4 separate regions of the Sus scrofa genome follow, and regions 2, 3 and 4 are each linked to region 1. The links are chromatin contacts, called in public promoter capture Hi-C and targeted proximity ligation maps. All regions are on one chromosome and are shown on one strand. The core of a region is the stretch at or near the end of the contact, and the rest is flanking DNA. Distances in the headings are between cores, read along the strand shown. Region 1 holds the start of BCL2L13 (bcl-2-like protein 13). Region 2 holds the start of IL17RA (interleukin-17 receptor A). Region 3 holds the start of MICAL3 (F-actin-methionine sulfoxide oxidase MICAL3). Region 4 holds the start of HDHD5 (cat eye syndrome critical region protein 5).

Region 1 (4,932 bases), core at 189-2,688:
AAATAAAAATCATGTTGAAAAAAAAAATGATGATAAGCAAGACGGCGGTCAAAACTTTTGTACGTCTAAGATATTTTACAAGAGAAACATTCTTAACTATTACCATTGCAAATCACTTGTTTTAAAACCTTAAGAGTATTAAGACATGTGGTAAACATCAATTGACATGTGCTAAGGAGCACCTCTTCTCTACAAAACTAATTGGACTGAATTTTAAGCGTCCTTCAATTGAATTCAACTACTGGAGTACAGTCCTTCATAAGAAATTTAATCATGTGGAAAAAAAAAAAATACTGAGAATAGTACCTGACCAACCAGAGTAGAAGGATTTTCAAAGTCCCTAACGACCTATCATTAAACAAAGAATATTTCATAAAAGTTTAAATATTTTCAATATGCGGTGTATAATTATTTATCCAATGGAATATATCTAGTATAAACAGTTCACTACCTACACAAATATTTTAATTTTCTGGGAAATTAAGAAAAGAAGGTACTAGAAGGGTGTGGCAACTCATCCAAGGTCACACAACAAGTCAGGGCAGAGATCAACATTCTGGTTTAGACCAACCCTCCCAGCGAAATGGCACTGACTGCTTCCAGAAAGACTTGTTTTGCTCCACACCACAGAGAAAAAGAAGGGGGAGACTGTTCCTTTAGTTTAAAACTTGTACATAGAAAAAGGGAGCTGGCTCGCAGTAAACGCGCACTCGTGCAGGGAGGAGAGCCGGAGCACCGCGGGCCAGAAGCCCCATCTCCCGCCGGGTTAAAGCCTCCGCTCAGAAAAGTCCGGGAGTTTTCCGTCACAGGCGGGCACGAAGGAAAGAAACGTGGGGTCTCCTTCGGATGTGGGGAGAAAAACCAACAGAAGAAACGACCTAGTGTGACCCGTTCCGCCTCCAAGAGTGGGGGGAAAGAAACAAACGAAATAATAAAAATAACAGAGACAGTGGCGTTGGATCCGCCGGGAGGGGAACTGGGAACATGGAGAAGCAACTGCCTGGCCAGCTAGCGGGGAGCCAGGCCGCGAACCCTGTGCACGCACCCTCCCGCCCGAGGCCCACCCCAACCGCTGACGAGCCAAGAAAAGTCTGCTGGGCAGCGGGTCAGCGAGACCGAGCCACCACCTCGGACGGCCTCGCACCTCAGCCCCCCACGCTCACCCTCACCCGCGACAGCCTCGGGACGCCCCGGACGGAGCTGGAAGAGGGCCGGACTCGGCTTGCCCACAATCCCCACTCCCTCACCTGGCCCAGGCCCCTGCCCCAGAAAAGGTGAAAGACGCGGCGGTGGCAGCGGCTGCTCGCGACAGAAACCCTCGGCGGTGGTGGAGGCGGCGGCTCCGACCCACAGCCCTAATCTACCGCCGCCGCCATGTTGGCGGGTGACGTCACCCAGCGTGCTTCCGTCACCGCTAGCGTCAGGGCGGGGCGCTGGGCGCGCCGCAAGGGGGCGGATCCGCACTCCAGAAAGGAAGTACTGACCACTGAGACTTGGAGGTTTCTTTGCGCAAACGTGACTCGGAAGAGCCACTCTCTCCTGACCTGACCACCGCTCTGTGGTTCCGGACGCTAGCCGGCTGTCGACAGCTGGGAAAAAGGTTGACTCTGGCGGCGGCGTGGGTAGTTGCGGCGCTGGGGAAGCTGGGCCTTGAGGGTGGGGCAACAGGGCACCGCAGAGAAGGAGCGTCTCTGCACTGATCTTTGGGTTTCCCCCTATCCCTCACTGCCCTGCGCTCGCCACACCATTCCCCACCACCTCCTCCCCGCCCCCGCAGCCAAATGAGGGGCAGTACGGTGTCTCAGCTGTGTTCTTGGGGAGCCACGGGGTCGTGCGCACGTGACACTACCTGGGAGGAGGAGCTGAAAGGCTAAAACCCTGATGGGAAGTGACTGCTAGCGGGGTCCAGGGTTTCTTTTTGGGGCGATGAAGATGTTTTCAAGGCGCTCCCCTCGTGGCTCAGTGGTTAACGAATCCGGCTAGGAACCATGATGTTGCGGGTTCGATCCCTGGCCTCGCTCAGTATGTTAAGGATCTGGCGTTGCTGTGGCTCTGGAGTAGGCCAGCGGCTACAGCTGCTATTCGACCTCTAGCCTGGCAACCTCCACATGCCGCAGAAGCGGCCCTAGAAAAGGCAAAAAGACAAAAACTAAAAAGAATAAACCAGGATTGCGTTTGGTTTTTACATTTTTTAACAGTGTCATAGGCTTAAATTTAAAAACTTAAGGAGTTCCCATTGCAGTGCAACAGAAACAAATCCCAGTAGTAACCATGAGGTTGTGGTTTTAATCCCTGGCGTAGCTCAGTGAGTTAAAGATCTGGCGTTGCCATGAGCTGTGGTGTAAGTTGCAGACGTGGCTCTGATCCTGCGTTGCTGTGGCTGTGGTGTATGCCAGCAGCTGTAGTCCTGATTCGACCCCTAGCCTGGGAATTCGTATGCCGCAGGTTCGGACCTAAAAAAAAAGCAATAAAAACATTTGGAGTTCCTTTGATGGAGCAGCAGAAACAAATCTGACTAGGAACCGTGAGGCTGCAGGTTCGATCCCTGGCTTCATGCATAGGGTTAAGGATCCGGCATTGCTGTGAGCTGTGCTATAGGTCGCAGACACAGCTCAGATCTGGCATTGCTGTAACTCCGATTTGACCCCTAGCTTGGAAACCTTCATAGGCCGAGGGTGCGGTCCTAAAATACAAAAAAAAATAAAAATAAAAATAAGTTGACTTTGGAGTTCCCAGATGGCTTAGGGAGTTGGGGATCTAGTGTTGTTGCTGCTGTGGCATGGGTTTGATCCCTGGCCCCAGAACTTACACATGGCATGGACACAACCCCCCCCAAATCTACTTTCTAAAAAAAAAAAAAAATTATATACAATGGAAATTTCTCAGCAATAAAACCAAAATGAATCACTGATAAATGTGACAATATGGATTAATCTCAAGAGAATTGTGTTGAGTGAAAGAAGTGAAACACAAAAATGAACATCTGTGTGATTCAATCTATGTGAATTTCAGGAACAGGCAAATTTAATAAAAAATAATGGTTATAGGCGTTCCTGTTGTGGCTCAGGGGAGACGAACCCGACTAATATCCATGAAGATATGGGTTCCAACTCTGGTGCTGTTTAGCAGGTTGAGGATGCAGTGTTGCAGAGAGCTCTGGTGTAGGTTGTAGACATGGTTCCCACCCTGTATTGCTGTGGCTGTGATGTGGGCCGGCAGCTGTAGCTCTGATTCAATCCCTAGGCTGGGAACTTCCATATGCCACACCTGTAGCCCTAAAAAGAAAAAAAAAAAAAGTTTATAGAAGTCAGCACTGTTAACTGAGAGTATGGGATCAATTAGAAAAGAACTTACTTTCTAGATTGAGGATATAGTGTGCTAGTTACACAGGTATCAGAAGTCATCTAATTGTAGGTCTATGCAGTTAATTGTATGTAAATTTCAAAAACCACAGTAAATCTGTGTAGTTAGATTACCAATTTGCTACGTTAGGTAAATTTCTTTCATATTGCTTTCTGTTTTAAGGTTTGCTTTGTTCCCCCTTTTTTTCATTTTTTTAATGTGTACCAAAGGGACAGAATATAGGCCAGTGGAATAGAATACAAAGTCCAGAATGGTCAACTGAGTGAGTTCCTGTTGCTCAGTGGTAACGAACCCAACTAGTATCAATGAGGACAAGGGTTCAATCACTGGCCTCAGGGGGTTAAGGATCCGGTGTTGCCATTACCATGAGCTTCGGTGTAGATCATAGATGTGGCTTGGATCTGGCGTGGCTGTGGTGTGGGCTGGCAGCTGTAGCTGCAGTTTGATCCCTAGCTTGGGAACTTACATATGCTGCAAGTGTGGCCCTAAAAAAACAAAAACAAAAAACCAAACAGAATAGTCAATTGATTCCTTTTTCTTTTTCTTTAAAATTTATTTTTATTTTTTTATTGTTATTTCCCTAATAACAATTTTTTTCCCTACTGTACAGCAAGGTGACCCAATTACACATACATGTACACATTCTATTTTCTCACATTAGCATGCTCCATTATAAGTGACTAGACATAGTTCCCAGCACTACACAGCAGGATCTCATCGCTAATCTCAATTGATTTCTGACAGAGACAATTCAATGGAGAAAGGGATAGTCTTTTCACCAAATAGTGTAAAATAACATAGTTCTTTTACAGAAATTATTTGACTTAAATCACAAGCAGTTCACTTCTTTCTACTGGTGCGTGTGTGTTTTCCAACAGATCTTGAGAGTGACACAGTCCTAGACTGCAGCCTGATGGTGTAAGATCTGAACTCTAGATTCCACTTGTTTTATTTATTGTCATTCATCAGTTACTTATTGGACGCCTACTATGTATGTGCCCAGCACCGTGCTGGATGCCAGCAAAAACCATGACATGACACCTGTACTCTACAAAAACATAAAAATGAAAAAACCAAAATAGTTTAAAATTGTGGCATGTCCTGAAGTAAACAAATAAGGAACAGGAGTAGAGAATTAAGGTGAAAGGGTGTTGATGGAAAGCTCTCTCCATGGAGGGGATATTTGAAGTTGAGACCTAAAGAATGAAAAACAAACCAAGGAACAAGGGCAGGAAAAGATCTGCTCAGGCAAAAAGCTTGAAAAGATACCAGTAAAGGAATTCCCATGGTGGCGCAGTGGTTGACGAATCTGAGTAAGAACCATGAGGTTGCGGGTTTGATCCCTGGCCTCGCTCAGTGGGTTAAGGATCTGGCATTGCCGTGAGCTGTGGTGTAGGTCCCAGAGGAGGCTTGGATCCCACGTTGCTGTGGCTCTGGTGTAGGCCGGTGGCTACAGCTCTGATTCAACCCCTAGCCTGAGAACCTCCATATGCCACGGGAGCGGCCCTAGAAAAGACAAAAAAAAAAAAAAAAAAAAAAGAAAAGCTTTGAGCTGGTGAGAGAGGGAAA
Region 2 (5,145 bases), core at 974-3,473, 320 kb after region 1:
CAGCACTGGGCTGTAGGTAGTGAAATCAGGATTGCAAACCCAAGTCCTCTGAGGTCCAGTGCGTGGCTTTCCCTCCGCCACTATGTGGTGTTGCATCCACAGAAACACCAGCAGCAGAGACATCTGGAGGGCTAAGCCTATCTCTTTTCCAAGACACTAATCACTGAACAGGGGGCCCATGGCCCTGGAGTGTCTGTGCGCCAGGTGTACGGGAAGCAGGTGGGAGGAAGGGACAGCCAGGGAGACAGACAAATCTGGCCAAGTATTCTTCTCTAGTGCCCCCTGCCGCCGCCCCCCCTCCCCCAATGAGGCTGAACCTCTGCTCCACTGAGCAGCTGAGGTCACACCCTTTCAGTCCAGCTCAGTGGAGCCCTGCCCTCCATTTCCAGCTGCATCTCTCTCTCACTTTCCTGCCACACACACCCTCCGCTTCTCATCCTGACCCCCTCTGAGGCCTTGGCTCAGCTCTTTCCATGTCATGGAGAGCTCCAGATCTCTGCCTTGAAGCCTCCACCATCCCTCAGGGCTGCGCAAATATCCTCTCTGCCCAAAGACCACTCGGCTGGAAGGAGTGTCTCTTTCCCAGATGGAACGTCGCACTCGCACTGGCTGTACAAAGAGCACTGGCCACAGGCTGGCTGGCGCTGCAGTTGCCTACTGCTGGGTGATTCACTGCCCTGGTCATCAGGGTTCAGGGAGTGTGTCTTTGCCATTTCAGTCCCTTGTATTTTGCAGACACCTGGTAAATGGTCATCAAAACCTGAACCTGGGTCCTGGACAGGAGATACTTCTACATCCACCCCCGGGGAAGGACCTGCTGAGCGTGTGTCCCTGCTCTGCCCAGGAATGGGAGTCACGAGGACATTTCCCAACATCTTCCATGTTAAGAAAAGTTTCTGCTAAATGGTCACTGGCCCTCTACCCCACCCTCTTGTGGTAAATCCTCCACAAAATTAGATGAGAAATACAGCTTTAGTGTTTCACATCCTGTGACTCAGAAACTGAGCGTTATTTCTTAGGGTCAGTGGAAGTGGGGGGGCAGGCAAAGCAAGACGAGCCAGGGGAGAGGACAGCATGGCCGGGAGAGGCTGTGTGCCCAGCACGGGGGTTCTTTTCTCTGAAGGGCCGCCTCCACCCCAAGGCCACTACCGGCGGTGGGTGTGTCGATTCCTGTGGGCACAGCAGGGCAACTGCCTGGCGGATTTAGACCCGCAGGACCCCAGACCCAGGTGGTGGGGGCTGGAAGGGCGGCATCCTACCTCCCCCCAGGGCTCGGCCAAAGGGATCAGCAAGTTGCCCGGACAACTTTTCGCGGAGGGTGCCTCCCGCAGCGCCGGGGCCGGAGCGTCGGGGCTGCGAACACGGGATCCCTAGGGGCGCGAGTTCCAGTGGAGGAGGGCTCGATGACCCCGGCCGGAAGCCGGTCCAGTCCCGCCTTGCCCTCCGCAGGCCCCTCCCCACCCTCTTCTAACCAGCCCGCCTCGTCTCCGGCCGGCCGCGCCTCCTAGTCCTTCCCCAAAGTGTGGGGCCCAGCGGAGTTGCCACCCCTCCCGCCGGGACGCCGGCTCCTGTTGTGCAACCCGCGCTGCGCGATCTTTCCCCGAAAACCCCGTCTCCCCCGGGTCCACACCGCAACTCCCGCCGCTCTTGGGAACCCTCCCCAGGCCGGCCCGCTGTTGTGCCCAAGCCTCGGACCCTGGAGACCCCGAGCAGACTTCCTGCCCACTCGGCGGCCCCGCGCCCTCGGCCCTCAGCCCTGGGCCGACCCCTCCCCACCTGGCAGCATCCTCGGCCCCCGCTCTCGGGTAACGCGCCGAGTCTCACCTGCTGGGCGCACACGGGTGCCGGGTGGTCCAAGAGCCTCGGGGCGGCGCGACCCAGACCCAGCGCGCGCAGGAACAGGAAGAGGAGCAGGAGAAGCAGCCCCAGAGGAGACCCCGGGGACAGGCGCTGCCCGTGTCGCAGAGGCCGCATGGCCCCGGCCCTTCGCGGAGGGCTGCCGCCCGAGCTGGGGGCGCAGCGAGGGCGTGCCCCGGGCTTCCCCTCGGCCGAGTCCCAAGTCGCCTGCTTCCGGCTTCCAGCCCTGCCCCCGGCGGGCGGCGCGGAGGGGAAGGCTCGGGCCGGGACAGTCCTTCCACGGGTTCCTCCCAGACTAGCGTCCCAGGTGCGCGCTCCTCCCCGGCTCCTGCTCGCTCCCCTCCCCGCACTCCTCTGGCTCCTCCCCAGCTCCTCTCCGGCTCCTCCCCGACACCCCCAGGCCCCTCCCCGTGCTCCTCCTGCCCCGCCTGCGCTGCGAACCCCAGGCCAGCGTCTTCTGCACTCCAGCTCAGCCTGCTCGCGTATTCCACCCCCGCTCTTGCCGTCAGCCGGTAAAACTCTAACCCCTTCCCCTTGAGTTTTCTTTTCCGTCAGAGGAAGTCCTTTCCCGCAGTCCCTGTCTCTCTCTATCCTGGCTCTTTTCCCCCGATTTTGCTCGGCTTCGCTGGCTTTGCCGCCTCCTGAGGCAGGGACAGCTCTGCGCTCCGACGCTGGATCCGAGCGAGGGTTGGTGCGCTAGCCCTCAAGCAGCTGCGCGGGCTCTGGGCCTCATCTGCTCTCGGCCTTCTGTGCCCCCAGCCGAGCCGGCGTGTTCGCCAGAGACACGCTCCACGTCTGCTGAGGGTCCGCCTGGCTGCTCACCTCTACTTAGTTCCCTTCCCGAGGAGCCTGGCTTTGGAGCGTGCGCACTGAGTCCACTCCTTCCCGGTCCTGCAAGACCCCCAGTCCCCCGGGCGGCCTCCTTCCAGCCTCGGACCCTGCCATTTCATCCTACACGCTGACAGTTTTGTCTCCGGAAAAGTGCGCTTTTCACCCTTTTTCTTTCTTCATCCTAAGCCCACCGTCGGCTGCATTTCCTTCCCTGTGAACTCTGACCGCCGCTGCTGGCCTCCGATGCCCGCTCTTAGCTTTCTGTTATGTGGACAGACCGACCTGTGACCGACCTAAGATTCCGTGATACTTGACCCCAAATATTTCAGCAAGCATCTCCTAAGAGGAAGGACAGTTTGCTACCTGAACATAACACCTTATTACACCTAAGAATTTAACAATAACTACCTAAGTTCAGCTCATATTCAGATTTTCCCAAATGTCCCAATGTGTGGAGTTTTTTGTTTTTTGTTTTGTTTTTGTTTTCGGCTGCCCCTCAGCATGTGGAGTTCCCAGGCCAGAGATCAGATCCGAGCCACAGTAGTGACCTAAGCCGCAGCTGCAGTTACATGAAATCCTTAACCCACCGTCCCAGGCCAGGAATGGAACTTGCATCTTGTGCTCCCAAGACGCTGCTGATCCCTTTGTGCCACAGCGGGAACTCCTGACCCAACTATTTTTATAGTTGCTTTTCATAAACCAGGGTTCACTTAAGTTTTACATACTGCAGGAGGTTATGTTAGGTCTCTTTAAATATAGGACATTTCCCTCACCATTTTTGTTTTTTGAAAGGGCGTTGAATACTTCATATTTTCTGTTTGTCTGGCGGTTTCCTCCTGATGTCTCTTTGTGTGATTTTTTTTCTATTTCCTGTACTTCCTGTAGGATGGAAATGAGGTTGAATGGCTGGGTTTGATTCAGGTTAAACAGTTTGGCAAGAGTCTGTCTATTTTGTGTGACATCACATCAGGAGGCCATGAGGTCAGATTGTTTATTATTTGTTCATTTTGGGCAGCTTTGTTGAGATAGAGTCACATACCATATGATCGAAGTGTACAGGCTGTGTTGAGAGTCACAGGTGTGTAACCACCCCCACGGTCTGTCTCACTATAATCCACCCTGAGTCCAAACACTTGGTTGCCGTGGTGACCAGCAGAGTGACGTAATTGCATGAACTTTTATTGGATTCTTTAGCCAACCCCAGCCTGAGGCCCCACACTCAGAAAGACCCTGGTTGGAGAGCTTGAGTGTGTCCATGAGATCTATGACAGGTTCCAGCGGGGTGGGGAGGGCGACAGAAGTCAGATCCCAAGGAGGCTGTTGGGAAGTGGGGGTCCCACAGCCAGACTTGATTATGATGCTGGGGCGATGGCTGGAAGCGGGCAGTGACCAGAGGCTAAAGCCGTTTCCTGCTCCCAGCCCCTGTATTTTGGGCTCTCTGCCCGATGTGTTCCTCTCCTAGGCCCTCGGACCTCAGTTCTGGTTTGCATAGCGCAGCTTTACCAGTGAGCTCAGGAAACCTGCGGCTGGGGTGAGTGGGGGCGGGAGGAAACCATATTTGCTGAGTGCAGCCCTGACACCCGGCCCTGGCAGGGCTCCACCCGGTTATCTTGTTCAGGCCTCACAACCTCCTGTGAGGTGGGGATTTTATGGACTCTTTTATAGACTCTGAGGAGATTAGATAATTTACCCAAGGCCACAGAGAGCTGCAGTTTTGTGTGCATGAGAATTAAGTATAAATAATCAGCTTTTTTTTCCTAATGATTTAGTTGATTTACGCTATTATATTAGTTGCAGGTGTACAACATAGTGATTCAATATTTTAATAGATTGCACTCCATTTGAAGTTATTACAACATAAAGGCTCCATCCCGCTTGCGGTACGTATATCCTTGTAGCTTATCTGCTTTATGCACAGTAGTCGGTGCCTCTTAACCCCCCACCCCCTCCTGCACCTCCCTTTCTTCTCCCCGCCGGTGACCACTGGCTTGTATGTCTGTGAGGCTGGTTCTTTTGTGACTGGACCAAACTTGGGTCTACTTTATTGTCCACAATAAACCAATCTACTGACACCGGATTGTGGGGAAGGAAAGTACGGTGTTTATTACAAGGCGCCCAGTGTGGGGCTGAGGTAAAGTTTATATTTTCAGGCAGGACAAGCAAAGTTAAACACAAAAATCCTCTCTCTGCGTGTGTTTGGGCCCGCTCCCTTCCTGATGGGTGGCGTGTGCGTCTGCATCACACATTAACCAGAGCCCCTCAAAAGTGGAGGCCTACTTAGCCATAAAGATCTTGTTTTTTTCTTTCTCTGATGACGACACTAGCAGTGTAAAGTCTTAAAAGAATAGCGTCCTTTCCCAGCTCTGTAGGGGGTCATGGTGACTTGCTTGTCACTTTGTGTATGTGCTTCCCTGGACTCGGTATCCTTGGTGACCTTTATGTAAAATATCAGCTTGT
Region 3 (5,490 bases), core at 480-2,979, 350 kb before region 1:
GCAGCTGCCCAACACACAGCTCTGTATGCAGTTGAAATGTGGATTAATGAGCAGGAGGGTTCCTTTACTTCTTAGGTGAAGAGGACAAGAAACAGCATAGATATTTGGGTGGGAAGAGAGGTGGAGCTAAGAATTTGAAAGGTTATAGCCTCAGTACAGGCACAGGAACTCCACTACTGGCCTCCTAGCACCACCTACAGAGGCACCTCCAAGCACCCAAATCAAAGCCTTCAGCATTTATTCACCAACCCCCTGAACACACAGCCAGGGCTCCCCAATTCATTACTCCCTGGGGTCAGCTTTGACTACTCTACCCACCCCCTCCCTAGTGTGGCCTAAGCCAACCTTACAATCCACAGAGAAATTATGCCTTCAACTACCAGAGAGGACGGCAGCATTAGAAAAAGCAGCGCAAGACCAAGGTTTCTAATTCTTTGATCCGACCCTTCAATAGAACTGGAACACTACTCCTGCCCTGAACCCCATCCCCACTCATCAGCCAAAGTGAGAAGGGGACAACTCAGTGGAGGGTGTACCTTCGACAAGCCTCCCACCACCTGCTTACTGGAGCAACTGAACAATACAATCCTGTCTTCCCTTCATGTCATTCTGCCCTGGAACAGGGAGAAAGAATTGGCTGTGGGTTCCCACTAAGCCCTGTGACACGACTCAACTGCTTCCTCCTCAACGGGCAGTGCCTCCCCTTTCTCCTCAGAAAATGGGCACAAGGTCAGGCACCCCTGAGGAAAGCAAGGAGTAAGACTTCCGCCAACAATCGGAGGGCAAGAGTCCTGGGGACTGGTGCCCCTCCCACCGTCACCCGAAGGGAGCCGAGCCCAGCACGTACGCGCCCGCGGGCTCCTCCGCCAGGCCCTGCCACGCGCGTTCGCAGGTGCGGAGCGCCGCGGCAAAGTCCAGGTGCACCACCAGCAAGTCGGCCGCCTCCTCCAGCAGAAGTGCGGCTGCCGATGGGGCCGGGGAGGAGCGCACCGGCTCGCTGCTCCGCAGGGGGCCCCCAAGCCCCCTCAGGGGGGCTGCAGAGGTCGCGGGGTCACTCCTCATAGGCGGGCGCCGGGCGACCGCCCTCTGGGGGCTGCAGGGTGTCCGGTGCGGCCTGGGAGAAGAGAGGGTCCTCACAGCCTGGCCCACGAACCGCCCGAGGCCGCAGCCCGTAAAGGAAAGATTGGCGCGGCTGGGCTTGTCTGCGGCTCCAGCGAGGGACAGCCTGGCACCCTCGGATATGCAGAGCACTGCGTCCCTGGAGACGCAGCCTCACGACAAGGACTGGAACCCCCGAGCCCGGGAAGGAGTCTGCCCCGACCCTCTCCAGGGGCTGAGCCGCCGCCAGCGGCGCGGGAACGTGGGCGCCGACAGCTTCGCTGCGCGCGCAGAGCGGCGCCCGGCGGCGCGGGACACTCTGGGAGTTGTAGTCTTGCTCCTGGAGCGGCCCCGCTCCGGGGCGCAGATGGGGGGCTTCGGACTACAAGCCCCGGCATACGGCGCCCCAGAAGCCGTCACAGTCGGAGGAAGCCAGCCGACCCAAGCCGCGGGCTGTGGGAGGTGAGGTGGGTACTTGTTGCGGGCCGAGGCTCTGGCCTCCGGCTTCTCTAGCTCCTGGATTCTGTAGGGACACGGCTCCGGCGGCGAGCAGGAGAGGGCGTCTGTGAACCGCCTCCTCCCGGGCCCCGCCCAGCACCCGTCAGTCCTTCCTTCTTTTGTTTTGCTGCCGGTCCCACAACTGGCAGGTGGCAAAAACACAGCCAGCCAAGGGCAGGAGCTTGGCCACCGCGCTCTGCCGGATGGGCTGTGTCCGCTTGTGTCCAGGGATCCACACTGAGCCTCCGTGTCTTATGCCAGATAGATATTCCGTGAAAAAGCCGTACAGTGTGTAATGCAGTTTACAGTAAAGGACTGAGTCAGAGTAAGTATTCAATACGTCCTGGCTTTAATAGTAATTATTAAGTAATTTTACACAGATACAGAAGTTACATTTATTATTATATTCTGTGCTTCACTCAGGCTTTGAAGAGCCTCCTAGGTTTGTGCTAAGCCCTGAGCTTCAGTTCCTCCCAGTTCCCTACCATTTGCACTCTCTCCAAAACGTTGCCCTTGTGATTAAATCGGACAGGCCAGGCACAGGGTCAGCACCTGCCTGCCTCAGCATCCCCTTCCATGGTCACCAGCCAGGGCCTTCCACCCTCTGCAAAAAGTCCTCCTGGAAAGCTGAGGCAGAAGCACAAAATCCATCAGACTCTGGGGATGAGAAGTGTGGACCCCATAATGGCATAAGGTGATAAAGCCAGGACTTCACTTTTTCCGTGGATATTTAACACCTACTAAGTGCCAGCCTTGTTCTAAACACTGAGGATCCCACATGAACGAAGGAGACAAAAATGTCCTCCTTTGTGGAGCTTCCATCATAGTGAAAGAGGGGAGCAAAATTAAAAATAAATACAGTGGTATGTCAGATGGTGATAAATGCTTAAAGAGAACTTGGATGTGACAACAGTGACTACGTTTAACTTTGTTTTCTAGCAGTAAATCCAGGGTTGAAGTAGAGCAGAGAGAAAATGTGCTTTTCATGCTCAGAACTAGCCTCCATTGGTGAAATCACTGCCCTTGGGACCAACACATACTTGATGTCCACCCTAAGTCCCCCTTTCTCTCCAGGCAATATTCTTCCCACAGAGCAAACTCCACTCTGGAAAGTGAATTAGTTCAAGGCTGAATTTATCAAAATGTTTTATCTGTTCTGCCTCAGATTTGACAGCCAATAATGAAGATCATTAGTAATAGCATAATTACTGGACTGTAAACAAACAAAAAACTGTTTCTCAGAATTGGCTTATAAGTCTCCCCTGAAAAATCAGAAAAGCAGTAGTAGCGTCAGAATACAGACCTGACCAGGCCTGGGCCAGTTGAGACTGGCAGGACCAGGCCTCTGCCTCCAGGAGCACCACTTCCAAGCTTTTGCTGCCAGAAAAAGGCCCCTTCCTTAATCCTAGAGAAGGTTCTTGCTCTGCCCAGGATTTTCCAGGAGATGGCAGCACAGCCTTAAAAGAAGCAAGCCTGCCAGTACGTGCAGTGCTGTGATCCCTAGAATGAGGTCAAGATATTTAAAGAAGTGGGAGTTTGCAAAAAAAAAAAAAAAAAAAAAAAAATATGAAAATAGGATTTTTCTATTTCTGTGTTTCGCCCAATCTCTGACTACCTGGGCCTACGCAGTGGTCTCTCTGTCACCACTACCCCTTAGCACTCTTATGCCCACCAGCTGATTCCCGAGTAACAGTGCTGACATAATGGAGCCAGACCATCTAATGAAGCCAGACCATCTCAAGCTAAGACACAGCAGTCCTAATTTATTCCACCTGAGGGACAGTGACCAAGTGTCTTAATGTCTCAGGGCTCATGACTCAAGCTATGAAACAGCCTTCCCTCCCTCTGGTATAAAATAAGTGGTGGTGGAGTTCCTGCTGCAGAGATTGGGGTTCCATCGCCAGCCCCGGGGCCGTGAGTTAAGGATCTGGCATTGCTGCAGCTGTGGTGCAGGTCACAGCTGTGGTGCAGGTTGCAGCTCTGGCTCGAATTCGATCCCTGGCTTGGGAACTTTCATATGCCTCTGGTGCAGCCACAAAAAAAAAAAGAGAGAGAGAGAAGTGGGAACAAGGCAGTTCTTTCCAATCTGAAAGCCCTGACCTGTGTCAAGATTTGTATTGTTGGAATCCTTTCATTTTGGGAAAATTAGTGGAGTAAATGAGACACGAAACCCACGCAATAGCCATTCCCTAGCCCAAGCTGTGGGACTTGCTGTTCTTTCTGTTTGCCAGGTACAGTGTGTCTTGCCTGAGCAGGGTCCTGAGGTTGTGGATTTGCTCACCTACTTTGAACATGTGGTAAGTTGGTGTTTCTGTAGCAGAAGGAGCTCTGGAATGGGAGATAGGCTATGCCGCTTGGAATCTTAGGGACCTCTGGAAGGTCGGCTTAGTCCTCTGAGTCTGTTTTCTCATCTGAAGACATGAATACCAACACCTGCCACATGGGGTATTGTGAGGCTCAAAAGAGATCATGTGACAGCCACTAGAGTGCTTTATATCACTGCAATAGTTCAGAGGAATGAGGGTGATGATATGCTGGGGTGAGTAAGGAGAAGAAAGTCTAATTCCACCTCGAAGTTCTGTAATCTTCCTCTTTGACCCAGAGTCTTGACTCTTGACTCTTCTTTGCAAAGGTCAGACGCCCACTTGTAGAGTCAGCCCAGCCTGTCTGCCCTTTCCAAGCTGGCTCTACATTTCACTTTGACAGACAACATCCAGAGCTGCCCCTCTCGACACGTCTCATCCAGCCAGAGCCCTGTGGTACAGGGAATCAGTGGTCAAGCTCTGGGTACAGTAGGATCATGCCTGGTGGGGAACTTTGGCCAGAAGCAAGCCAAAGAGATAAGTATTGGCAGGGTGGAGATGATGTTTTCCCATGACGGTCAAGGGGTGTGCCTTCCTCACTCCAGGTCTGCGTCAGTTAGATGGCATTTTTATGGCTCTTTTTTAAAGCCTGAACTTGGAGTTCAGGGCAGAACTCAATGCTTTCTGTTTCCTCCTCTCCATATAGACACAGCAGGACTCTTACTTTGCTTCTGTGTCTCAGAAGTAACCATCATCAAAATCATAGTTGTCCTCTGTCACTTTATAGTAACGATGGTGCAATCTGTGTGGTCCTGAATTTACCGTGCCCCACGTGCTATTCCAAGTGCCTTACATCGAACTCATCTTAATCACCAACAGCCCTGGGACAGGAATCCTGCTGTCACCCCATGTTGTAGATGAAGACGCTGGACAGCAGGGCGGTCACACAGGCAGGCAGAGCGAGGCTGGGACCTCAGTGAGGCAGTTTGGCTGGAGTCTTTCTTAGTGGGTCATTCTGGCTGTACACACGCTCTCACTTACCCTTGGGTGCTTGACGGCCAACCTGTGAGCAAGGCAACAGAGGTGTATTATTTTTACTCCTCTTGCCAGATGGGAAACTAAAGTTCAGAAGCCGTCTGAGCTCCAAACTCATGGTTTCAGCGGCAAAGCTGGAATAGTTACTGGAGATTTGTCACCAGGGCCCACGCCAGGGGCATTCTTCAAGGATGGCTGGAAGCCCCATGCAGACCTGCCATCCAATTTCCACATATTCTCACCCACCCAGGAGTCAGGGTTCACCTGAGCAGATCTTCATGCTGCCGTGACATGAAGCAAGTAACAGAAGCTCGCTGCAGACCAGCCAGTCCTGCCCTGTCGTAGAAGGTGGAAAGAGGCTGGTCCCAGCCAGGTCCTTCCTGGCTGCATCCAAATAAAGCTCATTACTCCTCCCTTCAAACTCGCTACTGTGTTTTGCCCTTTATGCCTCTCTTGTGCGTCCTTCACAATAGCTATTTGTTCTATTCCCTACTCAGCAGTGCCCTTCCTGGGAACCGGGAACAGAGCCCCCATCTTGGACACCTGTGAGTCTAGC
Region 4 (4,993 bases), core at 469-2,968, 270 kb after region 1:
GCCTGACTTTTCCAAGCAGGGGAGACAGGTGGGCCTGGGAACACAGAGGAGAGCACTGACCTTGTGCTGGGAGCTCTGGTGGGAACTAAGTTCTGAGCCCTCAGCGCCACCCCCCCCACCAGGCCTTTACTCTGCTCCTGCCATAGTCTGCTAGTGCCTCCAACTCTCCTTTTTTTTTTTTTTTTTTTTTTTTTTGTCTTTTCTAGGGCCGCGCCCACAGCATATGGAGGTTCCCAGGTTAGGGGTCGAACCTGAGCTGTAGCTGCCGGCCTATACCAGAGCCACAGCAACGCGGGATCCAAGCCGAGCCTGCAACCTACCCCACAGCTCACGGCAACACCGGATCCTTAACCCACTGATCGAGGCCAGGGATCAAACCTGCAACCTCATGGTTCCTAGTCGGATTCGTTAACCACTGTGCCATGACGGGAACTCCCAACTCTCCCTCTTTAATAACACTCTCCCTGGCTGTTACAAAAAGAGTAGCAAGTGTTGGTGGGGAACAGAGAACTTTTGTGTGCTGTTGGTGGGAATGTAAACTGGTATAGCCGCTGTGAAAAAAAGTATGGAGATTCCTCAGAAAAATTTAAAATAAAACTAATGTACAATTCAGTAATCCCACTTCTGGATATTTGTCCAAAGAAAATGAAAACATTAACTTAAAAAGATACATGCAACCCAATGTTCATAGCAGCACCATTTACAAGAGCCAGGATGTGGGAGCAAACTAAGCATCCATCAATAGATAAATGGGCTCTTGGCCTTAGTGCCATCTTCTGAGAAACCTCTGTGCCATGACAGCAAAGTGCAGGAAGAAGCGAATGCGAGGCTGCAGCACAAAAGAACAAAGAGGAGGCAGAGGTCCGAGTAAACTTGTACATCTGCAGAAGCCGCAGGAGCAGAAACAAGGAAAGCCCAGAGGCCAGGGACGCTGGTACAATTTGTTGGGCTGCATGCCTTCTGTCTAGAACTTGTCTCAGTGGATCCAGAACAACTTTTCACCATTCTGAGCCCCTCGGCCACTTTGAGACCCACCTTGCTCACAGCAAAATGATCCCTTTTAGTATTTTGTCCTGGACCTGTGACATTCTGGACTAGTTCTGTTCCCAGTTGTGGCTGAACGTAACACATTACAATAAATTACCTCCTCTCTTACCAAGAAAAAAAAAAGATAAATGGACGAAGAGATACACACACACACACACACACACGCACATATATATACGTTATATATGTATGTATACATATACATACATATATAATGGAATATTATTCAGCCACAAAAAAGAAGGAAATGCTGCATTTAGCATCAACGTGGATGGATGGCCCTTTAGGTTATTATGTTTAATGAAGTAAGTCAGAGAAAACAAATACTGTATGAGGTCACTTACATGCGGACTCTAAGAAACAAAATAACCAAGCTCATAGATCCAGAAAACAGGAGAAAGAGTGGTGGCTGCCAGATATGAGGGTTAGGAGTTGGTTAAAAGTGTGAGAAAGTTAAAGGGTATAAACTTCCAGTTATACGACCACGCCCACACGCGTAAGGCAGAGACCGAAGCGGGACTACAGCTCCCGAGATGCCCTGCGAGCACCCCCGCCCCCTTCCCGCCCCCAATACTGGATGGGACTACAGCTCCCAGGTGCCCCAGGCGCCACTGGCCGATGATTGGCCGCGCGGCGGGCCGGGCGTGCGCGGTGCGCGCAGGTGGCGGCCCATGGCTGCGTTCGGCGAGGTGGTGGCGCGGCGGGCGCCCGGGCTGTGGTGGCGGGCGGCTTGCGGGGCGGCGCGCGGGGCCGCGGGGCTCGGGGGCCGCCATTTGGCGAGCGGCGGCGCGCAGGTGAGGGCGGCGGGCGGGCGGGCAGGGCAGGAGGCCCTGTGGCCTCGTGGACCGTGCTCTGATGTCCGGCCTCCAGGACATCACTCCCACCGTCCCCGCAGTGTCCGCGTGTAGTGACGTCACGTCCTTTGGTCCCCGCCGCGTAGCCGCCGCCCGGGGCACCGCGTGACTCTGTCACTCGCGGGGCCGGACCTGGGCACGCGGGCCTCGGTGACCCGCCAGTCGGAACGTGCAGAAGACCGCGGCCCCGGCCCGCGGGTTCTCACAGTTCCCGACTCTCCAAGGGTGAGAGTGGGAGGGTGGAAGAAGGGGATGCGCACCTGCCCGGCGGTTTACTACCTGTGTGACTTAAGGCCGATTTCCGCCCTCCCTCGCTGTCCGTGGAGGACTCCTAGACCTGAAGGTGCTGGCGTCCCACAGACGCCTGGCATCCGCGGATCCCCCATCCACCAACAGCCATGGCTTGTGAAGTTTACGATCACCAGTTGGTTGGATCCACGTGTGAGGAGCCCACAGCTGTGGGGGCTGAATGTATATTTGTTGAAATAAATCCCCCCTATAAGTGGATCCGCCCAGTTCAAACGTGGTCAAGGGTCGAGGGTACGGCCCCCAGGGGACTCCCCAAATTAATCTTAAAACCATGCTTTTTATTTAATCTATTTTATTTTATTTTTTTTAGGGCTGCGCAAGTGGCATATGGAGGTTCCCAGGCCAGAGTTCGAATCAGCTACAGCCGCTGGCCTACACCACAGCCATAGCTATGGAGGAGCTGAGCTGCGTCTGTGACCTACACCACAGCTCAGGCAAGGCGGGATCCTTCACCCACTGAGGGAGGCCAGGGATTGAACCTGTTCGTTTCTTTTGCACCACAAAGGGATCTCCCCTCTGCCATGCTTTTTAAAAGTATAGTTTATTTACAGTGTTGTGTTGCTTTCTGGTGTACAGCAAAGTGATTCAGTTATACATATATTATATATATAAAATATATGTATACTATTTAAGAATATTTTCCTTTATAGATTATTACAAGATATTGAACATAGTTCCCTGTGCCATACAGTAGGACCTTGTTTATCTATTTTATATGTAGTAGAAAACCACACGTTTTATCACTACCACAAATATGGACTTTTTTTCCCCTTTGTCTTTTTAGGCCCGAACCTGAGACATATGGAAGTTCCTAGACTAGGAGTGGAATTGGAGCTGCTGCCAATGCCACAGCCACAACACCATATCTGAGCTGAGTCTTCCACCTACACCACAGCTTACAGCAACGCCAGATCCCCAACCCACTTAGCGGGGCCAGGGATTGAACTTGAGGCCTCATGGACACTAGTCAATTTTGTTACCACTGAGCCATAACAGAAACTCCACATATATGGACTTAACTCAGAGCTGGCTTAATACCCAGGACAAGTTACAAAAAACTTGAAGTGATAAAGAAGAAAAATGAGAATATAGATGCAGAAAAAAATAAAACGAAAAATGAAAAGAGAATGAAAATTCTTATTTCCTTTTCTCTAGGTAACTTCACTTAAACAAAAATTAATAGACTTTTTTTAGACCAGTTTTAAGTTTTCAGAAAGCCGAGCAGCAAGTGTAGAGAAGTCACACCTGTACATCCCTCCCCGCGTCCCTTCTGTGAAGCATCTCATGGAGTGTGGAGTCGCTGCATCCGATGCGCCTTTGCTTCCCAGGTCCTGGGTGCCTGGTTCTCTGTGTGCTCACCTGAGGGCCACAGGTGGTCATCCCGCACTACACAGTAATAGATGAGGGAGTGTCACAGATACTGCTCAACTGTCCTGAAACTTTCTTGTTCTAAGTGGCAGGATCTGCGGGTCTTTCTAAGCAAATCTTACGACTGTTTACGATATGGCCCCTAAGACCAGTAGTTTAATTTTGCAGCCATCAGCATAAATGAACTGTTTGGTTTGTTGACTATGTGAGTTTTCAAAAACCCAAAAGCACAACAGTGTTATGAACCCCATAGACCCATGTTCCAGATTCAGCTGTTACTAACACTTTGCTGCACTTGATTTGCTTATCTGCCCTCTTTTCTTGTGGCTCTAAGATGTTAAAGGGAATCCATTTTCTTATCATTTCAACCTTAAATTCTTCTGTATGTACGTCTAAGAAAATAAGGACATTTTGAACCACAGCGCATTTGTGGTGAAAGTGGCTTGACTTAGCTGGTGCCAACAAAAAGGAAAATGGTAAACAGATTAGCTTGGGTTTTTCTGACAGCTGAAAAACACCTTGCATGTATGTTAGTTCACAAAAAAAATGGGGTGATTTTTTTTAAGGAGTACAGTGTTCAGCTTTGTAAATCCAAGAAATGGCAGTTCCCATTGTGGTTCAGCGGTAATGAATCTGACTAGTATCCATGAGGACGTGGGTTTGATCCCTGGCCTTGCTCAGTGGGTTATGGATCTAGTGTTGCCATGAGCTGTGGTGTAGGTCGCAGACGTGGCTTGGATCCTGAGTTGCTGTGGTTGTGGCATAGGCTGGCAGCTATAGCTCAGATTCAACCCCAGTCTGGGAACTCCCATGTGCCGCAGTTGTGGCCCTAACCCCCCCCCCAAAAAAAAGATACAAATCAAAGAAATGCAGATTGAGATGAGATACCTCTTTTTTTTTTTTTTTAAATTGTGATATTAACAGGATGTTTGATCCTTAACAAACTCTTTGATACCAGTGAAAACCATCCTGGGCAAGGGGACCAGGTTGCACGTGGGTTGATAGGTGTTTTGGAAAATGGGCCAATAGGTGTTCCATCACTAAAATGTTTGTACTCTTTTGACTTATAACTCTTGCTTTTAAGAATCTATCTTTCAGTTCTCTGGTAGTGCAGTGGGTTAAGGATTGGTATTGTCATTACTGTGGTGCAGGTTCAGTCCCTGGCACTGGAATTTCCACATGCTGTGGGCGCAGCCAAAAAAAAAACAACTAGAAGAAAAATCCATCATATGGAAAAACTAGTAAGCATGAATAGGTTCTTTATAGTATAATTCGTAGAGGCAAAAGTGTGGAAAAACCTAAATATCTGAATAGGGGAAACCTAATGGAGTATACACTCAAAATATGTAGCAGAGGCGATGTGGAGGAGGTGGGGCTGTGGTACAGAAAGAAAACCAAGAGATACCAATGAAAAA

Evidence for each region. Promoter capture Hi-C pulls out the DNA fragments that hold promoters and counts their contacts.
Region 2: a contact with region 1 is called in a targeted proximity ligation map of alveolar macrophages. A contact is called at or near these places in 2 of 5 promoter capture datasets (fetal liver and liver), 4 of 47 Hi-C or Micro-C datasets (blood, heart right ventricle and liver) and 1 of 2 datasets of targeted methods (alveolar macrophages).
Region 3: a targeted proximity ligation map of alveolar macrophages shows a contact between it and region 1. A contact is called at or near these places in 2 of 5 promoter capture datasets (fetal skeletal muscle and liver), 17 of 47 Hi-C or Micro-C datasets (alveolar macrophages, embryonic fibroblasts, epiblast stem cells and 9 more) and 2 of 2 datasets of targeted methods (alveolar macrophages and skeletal muscle).
Region 4: a promoter capture Hi-C map of liver shows a contact between it and region 1, with 4 times the contacts expected there. A contact is called at or near these places in 2 of 5 promoter capture datasets (fetal liver and liver), 5 of 47 Hi-C or Micro-C datasets (blood, heart right ventricle, liver and 1 more) and 2 of 2 datasets of targeted methods (alveolar macrophages and skeletal muscle).

What each region holds. Positions count from the first base shown.
Region 1 is chr5:69,775,796-69,780,727 of Sscrofa11.1, reverse strand. BCL2L13 (bcl-2-like protein 13) reads right to left here and starts at 1,438. Exons shown (of 7, transcript XM_003126595.6): 1 at 1,248-1,438.
Region 2 is chr5:69,458,358-69,463,502 of Sscrofa11.1, reverse strand. IL17RA (interleukin-17 receptor A) reads right to left here and starts at 2,223. Exons shown (of 15, transcript XM_021092984.1): 1 at 1,825-2,223. The coding sequence starts at 1,974.
Region 3 is chr5:70,129,208-70,134,697 of Sscrofa11.1, reverse strand. It overlaps MICAL3 (F-actin-methionine sulfoxide oxidase MICAL3), which reads left to right and starts at 1,729. Exons shown (of 40, transcript XM_021092508.1): 1 at 1,729-1,921. PEX26 (peroxisome assembly protein 26) reads right to left here and starts at 1,674. Exons shown (of 5, transcript XM_003126596.4): 1 at 848-1,674. The coding sequence starts at 1,062.
Region 4 is chr5:69,509,284-69,514,276 of Sscrofa11.1, reverse strand. HDHD5 (cat eye syndrome critical region protein 5) reads left to right here and starts at 1,718. Exons shown (of 10, transcript XM_021092501.1): 1 at 1,718-1,841. The coding sequence starts at 1,719.